Regions from separate parts of the Mus musculus genome. Here region 2 is linked to region 1. Evidence: chromatin contacts called from public Hi-C data. All regions are on one chromosome and are shown on one strand. The core of a region is the stretch at or near the end of the contact, and the rest is flanking DNA. Distances in the headings are between cores, read along the strand shown. Region 1 overlaps Gm52726 (a long non-coding RNA gene). Region 2 has its middle 61 kb from the start of Gm25623.

Region 1 (6,643 bases), core at 2,544-5,043:
GCAGCTCTGAAGTCCCTTCTCCTTGGAGACACATCCCGTCAAGCTCTTTGCTGCTGCCGCCTGACGATTTCCATCTGCCACAGTGCTGATCTCTCTTTATTCTTTTCTATTTTCTGTCCTTCTGCTGCGCTTCCCCCAACTCTTACCAAAAAAAGAAAAGCATAGTGACTCTCCCTGTGTCTGTCTCCTCTGTCTGAGTCGTGCACAATTTTAGCATGGATGTCCCTTAACAGTAAGAATAGTTCCTTCACGAGATGACACTCGGAAATCTAGACACGCATATTTAAATGATAAGTTAGAAGCAAGAAAATGACGAAAGTTGTCATTTGTCTCTCCAGTAACAATTTCTTTGCAAATCCCAGCATTCAGACGTAGAATGTGAAGCCTAAGAGACTATCTCAGGCCTCTGGAGAGAGAATGCCTTCCACAAACAATCAAAGATCCTCCACCCTCCTCCACATCCTCCCCACTGCTGCCCCGTCCCTATCCTGTCATCATCTCGTCTTGAGACTACAGAAGAGACTAGTGGAAGACCTATGTTCCAGCATCCCTTGAGGGAGACAAGCAGGCTTCAGGCTCCAGTCAGGAGAGTGCAGGAGTGTGGATGGTTTGAGTGTATCCCAGGGATGGTTGGGGACACTGCAGAGGAGGAGGGTGACCGGGAGGAGACAATGAAAGCTAAGTGTAGCCACTAGTGACGTGTTGGAGGCATTCAAGGGGTTGGAGTCTCCAAGCCTTGGTACCCACTGTATGGAGTATGAGGAAAGGAGTCTGTAGAGTTGTTTTGTTCTGCCTTGTGGGCCCAAAGAGGGTGTGGGTGGTATGGATAAGGACTGGTCACAGGTGGATCTACAGTAATCGATGCCACTTGTTCCCACAAGAGTCTAGTTTTCCCCTTCTGGAAGCTGAGTGGAGTTACTGTGCTGTGTCTGATGAGCACAGTTCAACAGAAGGAACACAGCACGACCTTTCAGTATGTGCTCCCAGAAGATGACCTCGCCTTCTCTCCTGATCTTCTACACTGGTCTCTCCTGAGGCTCCTGCCTGAGTAGCTGAGGAACGCCATAGGTGGGTAACCTGTGGAGATCCCAAAGGGTAGCCTATGGGAGACTTCAAATGAGAGCAGAGAAGCTGGATCAATGTCAGGCCATGAAAACTATTAGGTGACTCTGCTGTGCTGGGCCACTATGTTTGGTGGCTTCTGATGCAGTAGTAGTGGGTGAGTGGGACACAGGGGAAGAGCCGGACCAGGTGGAAAGCACATAGCACACACAAAGAGCTCCCACAATGAAGGGAGCCAGAAGAGATTTGCCAAGGCAGGCTTATGGCAATGCGTATTAGACCTTGTGACAGCAAACAGGAAAGGCCATTCCAAGAGCAGGACACCAGGTGACAATGTTGCCAGGTTTGTTGTCTATATTGTTCAGGGAAGGTTCTGCATTGCCACGATCCTGGCTTCTGGGCTGCGGCTGGGCTTGGCCAATGGGAGACACTGGCAGTTAATGAGGTGGTAGAGATTCAGGCAGTTATGACCTTCACCTCGTTCCTTGGTCTTGTTTTCTGGTGTATCTTCACTTTCCTCGGTCTCTCATGTCACAGCTGCTGCCATGGGCTTTTTGAGCTCACTGAGAAACTAACTATGAAAGTCTGATGCCCTGCTCACCCACCCCAGACTTCAGACTCAAGCATGGATATGTAAAGTGCTCTCTCTCTCTCTCTCTCTCTCTCTCTCTTTCTCTCTCTCTAAGACCTTTCATCTGGGGATGGGCTGACCCCTGTGGCAGAAAGGAGAGAACAAGGAAACAGCCCAGGGAAACTTTCCCAACACCCAACAGAGGCTCCTCTTGTTTATCCCACGGTATGAAATTTTCTGAAGTGGGGAAGAGAAGGTAGAAGGAAGGTCACTCATTGAGAGAAAGTTTAGTCCAGAACTCCAGTAGACTGTCTCAGCTTCCCTAGTTAGTTTCTGCTGGATGTCATGCCCATACATTTGATGATGTTACCTCTGTCTGTTTGCTATTTGGTTTTCCTTGGAAGACTCACCTGAAGGGGTGCTGTTTTGCCCAGTGGAGCATGCCAATTGACTACCTTAGAGAGGTTTCTTTATCCATCTCTGCTGGATATTTTGAGTACTCAACTCAAACAAAACAAAACACAAAACAAAACAAAACACCCTGAGTGCTGTAGAGGATTTTCTGAGCTGTACAGAATGTGTGGGAAGGATCTGTATCCCTCTACCCAGCAGAGGAAAATTCAAAAGGCCCTTCTTGGATCTGTGAGAGCAGAGCCTTCGGCTCGGAGAGCTGACGGTGACGGGGAGGCCTCCTCAGTCTGTCCTCCAGCTGGTCGTATCCCATCTTCACCTGACAAGGACAGGGTGTGCCTCCTGCACTCCTGCACTGTACACAAAGGGACTCAGGTGCCACCGGAGGGCCACTAGGACTATGGATGGATGAAAGAGTAAAACAGAGGTCAGGGAGCTTCTAAAAGGTCACTTTACCCACTGTTCATACTGTCAGTTGGATTGGGAATTCAGTCCACCTCCCACCTAGCCCATACTACCCTGGCTAGGAGAACTCTCAAAGTGTTCATCTTGTTTCAAATTGGAGGCCAGGATGGGCTGTCTCTCCCTTGAGGCAGCTCTGCAGCCTCTTCCCTCTTCCTCGTCAATCTTCCAGGGTGGGGAACTCATGGAGGTGACTGCTGGAAGGGGTCCCCTAGTGAGGATAATGGCGACAGCTGGCCTGCAGATGCAATGTCTGGGGACTGGGGGGAGGAGAGTTGGGGGGGGGGGAGAGGTATGAGGAGGGGGAGGGCGGTCTTTCTAACTCCCATAGCTTACATTTCAGAAAGAAGTGAAGCGGCCACCCTGGGTGTGATGACTCAGATCTGGATCACTAGGACTTTGTCTAGCTCTGAGATCCAAGTGTGGGTGTGTGGGTGTATAAGTGTGTGTACACAAACACATGCTCACACATGTGCACACAACTCCCTGGAGAACTATCAGAATGGTGGGAATGATCTTCTATCCCATCTCATGCATTTCAGCCTGAAATATGAGCAGAATAGTCTAGAAATCTCTTCTGATTTCCCCAAACCAGCAGGTACGACAAGGTGACAAGAAGAAAGGTTTGGTACCATAGAATCTGGCAAGTTAAAGTTGGCGAGTGTTGGGGCTGGCGAGGTGGCTTGGTGGTTAAGAGCACTGATTGATCTTCCAGAGGACTGGGGTTCGATTCCCAGCGTCAACATGGCAAGTGCCTGGGATCTGACACCCCCTACTCCCAAGAATGTAGACAAAAACACCAATGCACATAAAATAAAATTAAATAAATTATTTTTTAAAATGTGGAGACTGTTGTACCTCTCCCAGGAGAGTCTTTTCTGGACTCAGTGGCTCTTCTCCTCCAGAAGGAACTGGCTGATTTCACCATCCAGCTTAGAGCACGTTCCTTATGACACGTGCCAGTGATGGATTGGTCACTGAAGATAGTCTAGTCCCCAAAGAAGAGCTTGCTCTAAGCCACGTGCACCCTGAGTCCTGCAGTCTAGTTTCTTTGGTGTGAGTCCCAGAACCAATGACCTCAGGCTCAGGGCCAGAAAATATGTGTTGGCGCCCATCCATCTCCTGCCCACTGCCAGGCTGGGGCTCTTGGCTCTGCTGCCTGACAGCTGGGAAGGGAGGGGCTTAGCTTGGCATTCATTCTTAACACTGGTGTTCCCATCGCTGCTGGGGTTCACTGGGAGAGAGACTAAGTGCCAGCACAACAGATTTGTTTCCTTTTCCTTCTGATGACTCATTTTTTACCTAGAGAATAGGGCAGGGGTAACGGGTTGGTCTTGGCTTTGGCGTAGACTAGCTCCATGCCTTGGTGCATGGCCAGGGGCCTTTTCCAATGAAGTCTCTTCCTTTTCCAGGAGAGGCCATATTCTTGTATGAGCCAAAGGAGAGGCACAGATGTCAGCGTGGGTGAGAGAGCTCCAAGTCCAGCTCATTACGTCTACATCTACCATTCAGGGCCAGAGCTGTGGGGGAGGCTGGGCTTTCCTACCGGACACTGATGCTAGCAAGGCTGAAAGTTTCCCTTGTGGACTGGGCTTCGAGGCACCATGGAGCAGTGTACTCCACTGCCTTGCCGTTCATCTCCTTGTCCAACCACACATCCATCTATCATCTATCCATTTGTCCACCCACCTATCTACCCATCCTCCCACTCATTCATCCATCTACCAGTTCATTCATCTACCCAGCTATCTTACCACTCAAGCATTTACCCATCCATCTTCTCCATCATTTAGTGACTCTTCAGGAGCCTCATCTTGGCAACATGGCTCAGAGGTCAAGGGTAATGTCTTAGTGAGGGTTTCTATTGCTGTGAAGAGACACCATGACCGCTGCAACTCTTATAAAGGAAAACATTTCATTGGGGCTGGCTTACAGTTCAGAGGTTTAGTCTGTTATCATCGCTGCAGGAAGCATGCGGGCAAACATGGTGCTGGGGAGGTAGCTGAGAGTTCTACATCTGGATTGGCAGAGGGAAAAGAGAGTAACAGTAGGCCTGGCTTGAGCATCTGAAACTTCAAAATCCACCTACAGTGACATATCCTCCAACAAGGCCGCACCTCCTAATAGTACCACTCCCTGTTGGCCTATAGAAGCTATCTTCATTCAAACCACCACTGGTAGCTTCCACGTGCTTGATTTAATGGTTCTGAAGTATTTGTGTGGCTCCATTAGTGGGGAGTGGCATTGAGGCAGAGGGAGTGGGTGACGAGGCCTGTCTCACCTTGAAAGGCTATAGTGTTGGTCAGTCCCACAGGACACCTGTTTGCATTTGATAGGAACATGTCTTGATAGGAACATGACTTCATGGGGAGCTGCAGAGACAGCAGAATCACAGGGATACCTCCTGGAGCTGGGTTTTGGTAAACAAACAAACAAACAAACAGCAAAACAAAACAAAAGAATAACCAATAGTATCTGGAGGTAAAGTCTTTACCTCTCAGGGTGCAGTTATCAAACACCACACAACAAAATCATTTCATGCTATATCCTTGGCAGATGTGTGTGCCTGTATTTTCAAAACCCAGTGCTTATTCCAGCTGTGTTCCTCAGAAACACAATCCAAGCCCACAGAGAATGAAAACGAGAACGCCCATAGGACAGAATGCGAGGTGCTCCGAGCTCCCCCTGGAGTTAGAGAGAAAGCTAGCTCACATCTTTTGTTCCGACCCTGCATTCCTCTGGAAGGGCTGTTTCTTCAGGGCTTTTCAGGAGGCAAGGGTGAAGGGCGGGCATGTATGTGACCTCCGGGCCTGGCTTGAAGCTGACAGCTGCCTGAGTCAAGGGAGGTCCCTGCCAGTGCTCCTTGATTCCAGTGCTCTGGGCAAGACCTGAGAATGGCCTCTCACACTCCTGAAAAAACAAAACAAAACAAAACAAAAAAACCTTTGCCTGCCTCCTCAGTTCTGTTTCCTGAGCAGCCTGGCAATGTGTTGTCTCAAACAACAAAACAGTACAAATGGCAGTTTAGTCTCAAAGGAAATACCTCGCCTAAGGAAGAGTCTCACCATGCCAATTGTGGGACGATCGTTTTCCACACCAAAAACACACAGAGAAATGTTGGCTGTCAAGACACAGCAGCAGCAGAAATGCAAATTTCACTTAACACCAAGAGAGCCGAGAAACCGTGCTCTGTGAGGGTGGCAAGCCAAGGGTGCTCAGCTCCGTTCCCTCTGCAGGCTTTGGCACCGCAGCTTAGGAAAAGAGACTCGTGCTTCTCAGCAGAGGGCATCCCCAGCACTGCCTAGCAGGTGGCATTCCTGATGCTCACAATCGCTGGGCCCCTTTGCCAGGCTTCCCCAGCAGGTTAATGCCGAAGTGATGATTAGATGTGGGTGACAGACTGAAGTTCACACCCCTCACGGCCTTCCTTACAAATCCACAGGGACCCGGGGCTTGCTTCCACCCACAGAGCTTTCTGCTTTGCTTGCTGCTACTGCCTGAAGTGGGCTGCTGGATCCCATTTGTATTCCAATTCCAAGCCAAGCTGGCCTTGCTTAGTAGAGAGTTAGAAAGTGCAGGTGCGGTTTGTAACAATGACATAGCCTCTCTCTAGCGAAGGTGTGGTCCCGCCACACGTGAACCGAGCTGGAGCTTGCCCTTCAACGAAAAATATCTCATTACTCAGCCTCTTACTGACATTTCATTTGCAAGTGGAATACTGCAAATGTCTCTCACATGACCTCCTCTGAGTGTGGGGAGACTCCTGGTTGCTCATTGCTTTGACTGGCCACTCCCCAAACGCACCAGTGCTAGTATCTAATGAATTAGCTTCCTGACAGAAAAGAAGCAACTTTCCTCTCATGTGACATGAAAATAATAAATAAAACCAAAACTGATCAACTTTCTATGTTTAGTACAGAGATGCTGTCTGGATACCCAAAGTGTAGCCTAAGACACAGACCTTCTGTCTGACAGGGAAGCAGTCAAATTCCAGTTGTAGCATCAGGGAGCTTCGGTTGGCATGGATAAGTTTACTCTGACACTCCATTTTCTGGTGGATACTTGAAAAACAGGACTTAGAATCCCAGACAAATGGAATAAGGACACCCCACTACTTCTGCTAGTTACAATGGAAAA
Region 2 (6,702 bases), core at 1,929-4,428, 620 kb after region 1:
ATGGTTATAGGGCCAACCACGAGAGCATGGGAAACCTACCAGGCACCATATTCTAATAGAGAATGGTCTTCCGTCCTCCAGGAACTATGTACTGCCAGTAACATCTCAGATGGGGGTGGAGACTAGGAAGCCCCTCATCCTTCCTTGCTGAATATTGACCAACTTAATCTTGTGTAGGTCTTGCATGGTAACCACAGATGCTGTGAGTTAATGATTATGGTAACCACGTTGTGCCCAGAAATAGCATTTGTGTTTCTTTTATTGAAAACTTCCTATTAGGTTCATTAGTCAATTTATTTTCAATTGAATAATTTTTTTTGTGTTTAAATTTTTTAGTTCCTTGTATATTCTAGATGTTAAGTCCTTGACAGAATGTGTAGTTGACAAAGATTTTTCTCCTGCTCTGTAGATTGTCTCTTGATTCTGTTACTTTCCTCCTCCTCCTCCTCCTCCTCCTCCTCCTCCTCCTCCTCCTCCTCTTCTTCTTCTTCTTCTTCTTCTTCTTCTTCTTTTTCTTCTTCTCTTTCTTCTTACCCTTCTTCCTCCTCCTCTTTAGTAAGTTTTGCTAGTTTATAGACTTTTCGAACAGGCATTGATATAAATGCTCAATTCTATTTGTTCTCCACTCATTTCTGTCCTATCCTCATCATATTTTTGGTATCAACTGCTTTCAGGTTTGACATGATCTATTTTCTAAGGATCTGAGTTGCATCCTTTTGTTATTTATTTGAGACCTTTTTGATTTTGCTTTGTGTTTTTTTTTTTTTATCTTGACTATAATATGTCAAGAACAAGTACTTCTCTTGGCATGCTTCATTGAGTAATGAAATCCCTCTTTTATTTGGATATCTATTTCTATAGACTTGGAGAAATTTCTTTTATAATTTAATTGAGTAAATTGTCTATACTTTGAATATTTACCCCAGTTCCTTCTTCTAGTCCATTGAATTTTAGGTTTGGTTTCTATGCTATCATGGAATTTTTGATACTGTGGTCATACTTGTTTATATATTTTTATACTTACTAATATTTGAATATAGCATTTTCTTGACTCCGTTTTCCATCCCTGACAATCTTTCTTCTTCATAGCTGAGTGTATTGCCAATGCTTTTGCTGTTCTTTGTGATTCATTGAAATATTCATTTTAAGAATGTCTATTTGTTTTTTGATTTATTTGCTGCTGGTTCTTTGTTATTTGCTTGCTGTTCTCTCTGGGTTCTGACTTCTGGCCCTCTATTTGAATTCACCTATTTTTTTCTACTCACTTTCAAGGGATTGATTATTTTTATAGGCAAATATTTAAAATTTTAATTTGTTTTATTGCTATTGGTTCTGTAGTTGAGCTGTGAGCTTTTGAAGAAAACATATTGCTTTCCTTTTTCATGTTTTTGTGACTTTGTGTTGCAATTTGGATGACCCTTCTGGTTTTATTTGGGAAATCATCTCATTGAGAAGGGTGCTTTTGAAGGCTGTATCCCCAATACCACACAGACAGAAGAAAACAAATTGCTGTAGCTGAACCAACATAAAATCAAAAAAGATGTAGTTATAAAATTGAAATTATTATAACCAATGACTGTTAAACCAAAAATGAGAAAATAAAGTTAAAGCAAACTGTGGAAATAATAAATTAATGTGGTAAATAGAAGAGGCAGAGAGAAAGAGACAGAGAGAGAGAAGTAGAGATGAAACAAGATTAAATAAAAGAAAGGAAAATGAAAGGGGGACGGATTTTAAGGAAAGGAAGAAGAAAGATGAAGAGTTAGAAAATTTTAAATGAAGCAAAAAGAAGATAAAGAGATTTATCAATAATAAAAAACACTCCAAAGCCAAAATTAGATAAATGTATAAATGAAAATTAAGAGCATGTGTAAGCATTTAAAAAGAAAACCAATAAGGTAAAGTAAATATTCCACCTAAAATGCAGCAGAAAAAGAAAAGGTAGAAGGTATATAATAAAGGAAAAAGGAAGAAAAAACAAGGAAAAGAAGACACATTTCCTACAATGAAAAGAAAATAAATCTAAAAGTTAAATGCGTGAAACCAAACAAAATTATAAATATGAAAATTTTAAATACAATGGATTATATGTATTGCTGGAACTGAGATGACAAGAGAGGACTGTCATAAGGGTTAAAAAAGAGCTATTAGAGTGTTTGTTTTCTTTATAAGTCCTTAATTTGGAGACTGCCAGACTGCCAGACTGCTGAGCTTGCACTCTTCCGCAAGGTTGTACTCATGCTGCCCTGAGCCCAGTGTTTATCAAAACCATCTTCACTCAAGCACCTTCTCCGTGCATCAGGGGCTTTTGGCCCCACTTAGCTATGCAGACTGAGCTTGATAAATTCCTTCCACCTTCTTGAGACACACCAAATCATACTCCTGGCATATGTTCTGCTTTTTGGCATCTCCCAAATATGTTGGATTATGGGAAGCAACCATAGTACGCAAATACTACCTAAGTCCTATAAGAGGACCTGTCTCTGTGGCTGTAAGATGCGAGTATCCTGCCTGACAGATGCAGCTGTGTATATCAAGCACCCTTTTATCATTGTGTTCTTAGGCTCTATAGTGGTGAATGGCAGCTGGATGACTTCAAAGGTTTATCACCTGTTGGTCACAGTACTAGTCCCTCAAACTCTAGGGTTACTAGTTGTTAGGGTATACCCTTGTCCAAAGCAGGGCTTTTCTTCCTTGTGCCATGAAGATGTACTCTTGATGCCTGCATCCTTTGACATGTGGTGGGATTTCTCTCCACCACAAGAATTACTGTTTCACCAGAAATCACAAACAGACTTGCGGTTAGTGAGGGCTGTGGGATTTTCCTGAGGGGTAGGACTATTTCTCATCTGATTTACATTTAGAAAAAGTTTCTACTTCTCCCCACTGCATTGCAAGCTGTATAGGTGGATCTGTGTTCAGTTTTGTTTTTGTGGGTTTTTTAGAACTTTTTCATTGCTTTAACAAAATGCCTGATGAAACAAAATTAAAGGAGGGTTTGTTCTGGTTTATTGTGGCGAGAAGACACAATGGCAGGAGTGGAGGGTGGCTGGGCACACTGGGTCCAAAGCCAAGAAATAGAAATGAGTATTAGGTCATTCCTTCTATTTATTCAGTCCAGGCCCCCAGCCCATGAGATGGTGCCAACCACATTCAGAGTATATTTTCCCTCCTTATTTAACCTTCCTGGAAACATCCCCTGTGGATATTCCCAGAGGTCTGTCTCCTAGGTAATGTAAGATCCAATCAGGTTGACATGCAGATTAACTGTCACAAGATGGGCCACCCATCTGTCTATGCTTGCCAGGTGACCTTCTGCTCTCCTTGTGGGTCTCTAATGCATTCTCTCTCTTTCTCTTGACTACACTTATTTTTTAGCCTGACTTTCTCCTCCACTGGATCAGTCAGCTACAACTTCCAGACTGCAATTGTACCTTTAAATGCCTGTCTTTTGAGTAAAGAATTTAATCAATTAAATTAGTAAGGCTTGCATAATTTTATAATGTGTTTTCCCACTACCTTGTAGATACTTTGTGGTTTCTTTTCTCTCTATCACTACTTTCCTCTGTGATAGTTCCCTTTGATGGAATGGTTTGCGTTCATTTCTTTTGACTTTGCAACTACCAGAAAATTTAGCTTCGTATACTATTCAGCTTACACAAAACATCTTATACTTACAGCAATCAGTGTTAAGTTAATAAGATCTTTCATCACATATGAAAACATTATACTGTCACTTCTCATGCTGTTGCCAATGTCAAAATTAATACAGTTTAATTATTTATATCTTGTAAGAATTTGTTGTAGCTGCTGTTGCTTATAATAGTTTTATCTTTAACTTGTATGCCAGAGACATCATTCTTTTGTTCTCTATGTTTGCAATATTGCATCATTCTGAGTGCAATCGCCCACTACTTACATTATTCGTGTTTTTATCTTCTTATGATTTATGTTAGTAATCGGCAGCCTTTTAATCAGATGAAGGAATTTCCTATAGTTGTATCTGTAAGGGAGACCCAGTTCTATTGAACTTCCTTAGCTTTCTCTGTCTGAGCAAGTTTTTATTTCTTCCTCTCTCATTTCTGAGAGCAAGCATTGGTAGGTGAAGTATTCCGTTTGTCAAAATACTCATTGTTTTCTTTTGACTGGCATTTTAATACAGACTTCCCACTTAGTAGCAGGGATGAAATCTGAGAAATGTGTCTTTACTCTGTCACTGCACAAACATCATGGAGTGTTCTTACACAAACGTTAGCCATAATGCTATTGGCAAAATAATCTCCTGGCACCAACCATGGTCATCTGTGTAGCTATGTGACATTGTGGCCCCAAGCTCTTCTGACCTGATGGATTCTCCTGATGAGAACCTGCTGACAGCTGTGTGAGGATTCCCTTGAACATAGGATGGTATTCTTACCTTTTCCTGTCTTGGGTAGTGGTATAAGCGATATCTTGGTGAGCTCCTTTTTATGTTGAATTTCACTGGCGACTGCTAAGCATCCTATTTCTGACCATCCTGTTTCCTAGACATGGGAAATTTCAACCACTTGTTTCCATGATGTGTCTTTCTGGAACTTTTCCTCTGTCCTGTCTTTTGTAAAGTCCCATTTTACAGAAGTTAGGTCGCTGGATGGCATCTCACAGCCTCTGAAAATGCACAGAGCCAGATGCTACACATCTGTGGATGTACAGCTGTCTTTGATCTTTGTTAGGACTTCAACAGAGCACTTAGGCATGGTGACTGGTATTCATATATATATATTGAAAGGCGATTTTGTAGCAGGTCCTATCATCTCTGAGTCTCTGTAGACTCTTACTGTGCTATGTAAGTGCTACAGGGCTGTGAGAAACCACACATCGTCTCTATAATGAGTGAAGGATGCCTTGAGTCTGCGAAGTGCTGAGAGTATGTATTGACCAGAGCTTCTCTCGTCAAGGATTAAATGGAAAAATAGCAAAGGCCTCTCCAGGCTGAGCTCTAGAAAATGGCAAGACTTCCCTCTTGGTCTGAATATGACTATTGATAACGTGTGCAGAAAATGTCCATTTTAGCTTTTTCCCTCCACCCATGTTTAAGGCCTGAAGACTGTTACCCTACAGAGAGACTGCTCCTACTAAGATGAACTGAACCTGTCTCCTTGATCTAGCTGTCTACCATAAAAACTGCCTCCCTGTTCATCTGTGTGTAATAACCCTACCTCTGTATTCAATTGCACATAATAAACACACTGGGCTTCCAGGGTGCTGTGACTTTATCATTAGAGATCCCAGACCACCCCATTCCAGCTTGTCTGTGTCCACGTGTCTGTAATTTTCATTCCTTTACCAGCCATTGTCAATGTCCCAAGTCGCAAGCCATATAAAAGCCACAGGAGAAATCTGTTCTTCTAGGCCATTGCACAATTTTGTCTTTCTTGTTGATGCCCTGTCCACTAACTACCTCCTGCCACATTCCAAACATTTCTGGTTACATTAGACATTGCTTCCCTGGCCTTAAGGACTAAGTTCTATCCTGTCTTGATTGCCTCGGCCCTTGCACATGAGCCTGTACTTACTTTTCATATTTTCTTTTCGTTTCTGATCATAGGTGCCTTGTTACTAGACAAGGTGTCTAGGACATATCTTGCAAATAAGGAGTTTCATCAAGTCTGCATCAGAGGACAGCCAAGTATGGCTCATGTACCAAATCCTACCTTCTGCCTGTTTTGGGAAACAGTTTTGTTGGCCCACAGCCATGTTCATTTATGTCTGGATGATCTGTGGCTGTCTTTTCACTACAATGATAACATTGAATAGTGGCAACAGATGTGATATAGCTTGCAAATTGTAAAATAATTAATATAAGGTGCATTTCTGAGGAAAGTTTGCCAATCACTGATCTAGAGGACAAACCAAAAATCAAGCAAAGCATAAAGGGTACTTATTTGATATAATTCCTTTCTCATAGCTTTTATGTATTTTTATTTTTGTGAATGAGTATTTTGCATATATTTGTGTGTGTGTATATACGTGTGTGTGTGTGGGGGGGTTAATTGAATGAAAGCCTAGTGCCCACAGAAGCAGAAAGAGGGTGCCAGGTCACCTGGGACTAGAGTTAGCAACTGCCTGTACGTTGCTATGTATGGGTTCTGGGAACTGAACCTAATCCTCTGCAAGATGGCAAATGCTCTCAACCATGAGTCCTGCCTCCTGCTCCAAATTTCTTCAGATCGTCATTCAGGCTCCAGTGAGCAAGATAGTACATATTTTTTTTTTGTACACATCTGCAATTACTCCTTTAGAATAATTTATAAAACTCAAGCTTCTGAACTCAAGCTTCTCTATGATTTCCATGCTTTGAACACATTGTCAAATTATCCTCCAGAAAAAAAAGGAGGAGGGGGTCCTGATTTGAATCTATTCCAGCAGTGTGTGGGGCAGCATTTCCCTGTGCCCTTGCAAGGAACTGCTGTTTTAAAACATTTTCTGATTCTCATTTTTTTCATCTGTGATGATAATACTTAGTACATTAAAAGCATCTCTTTGAAAATAAGTTCATTCATCTCTAATACATATTATCCCAAATAATCAAATAAGCTGTTTCCCCATTTCTTATTTGAGTGGGATTTTTCCTCTAAAAAATACAGAATTTTAAATAAAGATGGTAAAATTTTAGATGTTCCTGGCTAAGTTAGTGTTAAGAACTCTGAAATGCCTTCTCCT

What was found. A called contact is a pair of places that touch in the nucleus more often than the background predicts.
Region 2: a Hi-C map of cerebellum shows a contact between it and region 1, with 1.5 times the contacts expected there. The contact joins two enhancer-like sites. A contact is called at or near these places in 1 of 484 Hi-C or Micro-C datasets (cerebellum) and 1 of 115 datasets of contacts at active chromatin or transcription factors (embryonic stem cells).

What each region holds. Positions count from the first base shown.
Region 1 is chr4:33,521,033-33,527,675 of GRCm38.p6, forward strand. It overlaps Gm52726 (a long non-coding RNA gene), which reads left to right. Exons shown (of 3, transcript XR_003955376.1): 3 at 1-189. Among named protein-coding and RNA genes, the nearest start is that of Gm52726, 15 kb to the left of the region's middle. Within about 2 kb of position 3,794, at least 35 of the 459 cell types and tissues checked have an H3K27ac peak or open chromatin away from gene starts, as enhancers often do. A contact at or near this core is called in cerebellum, where this site is marked.
Region 2 is chr4:34,143,438-34,150,139 of GRCm38.p6, forward strand. No RefSeq gene overlaps it. Among named protein-coding and RNA genes, the nearest start is that of Gm25623, 61 kb to the left of the region's middle. Within about 2 kb of position 3,179, at least 5 of the 459 cell types and tissues checked have an H3K27ac peak or open chromatin away from gene starts, as enhancers often do. A contact at or near this core is called in cerebellum, where this site is marked.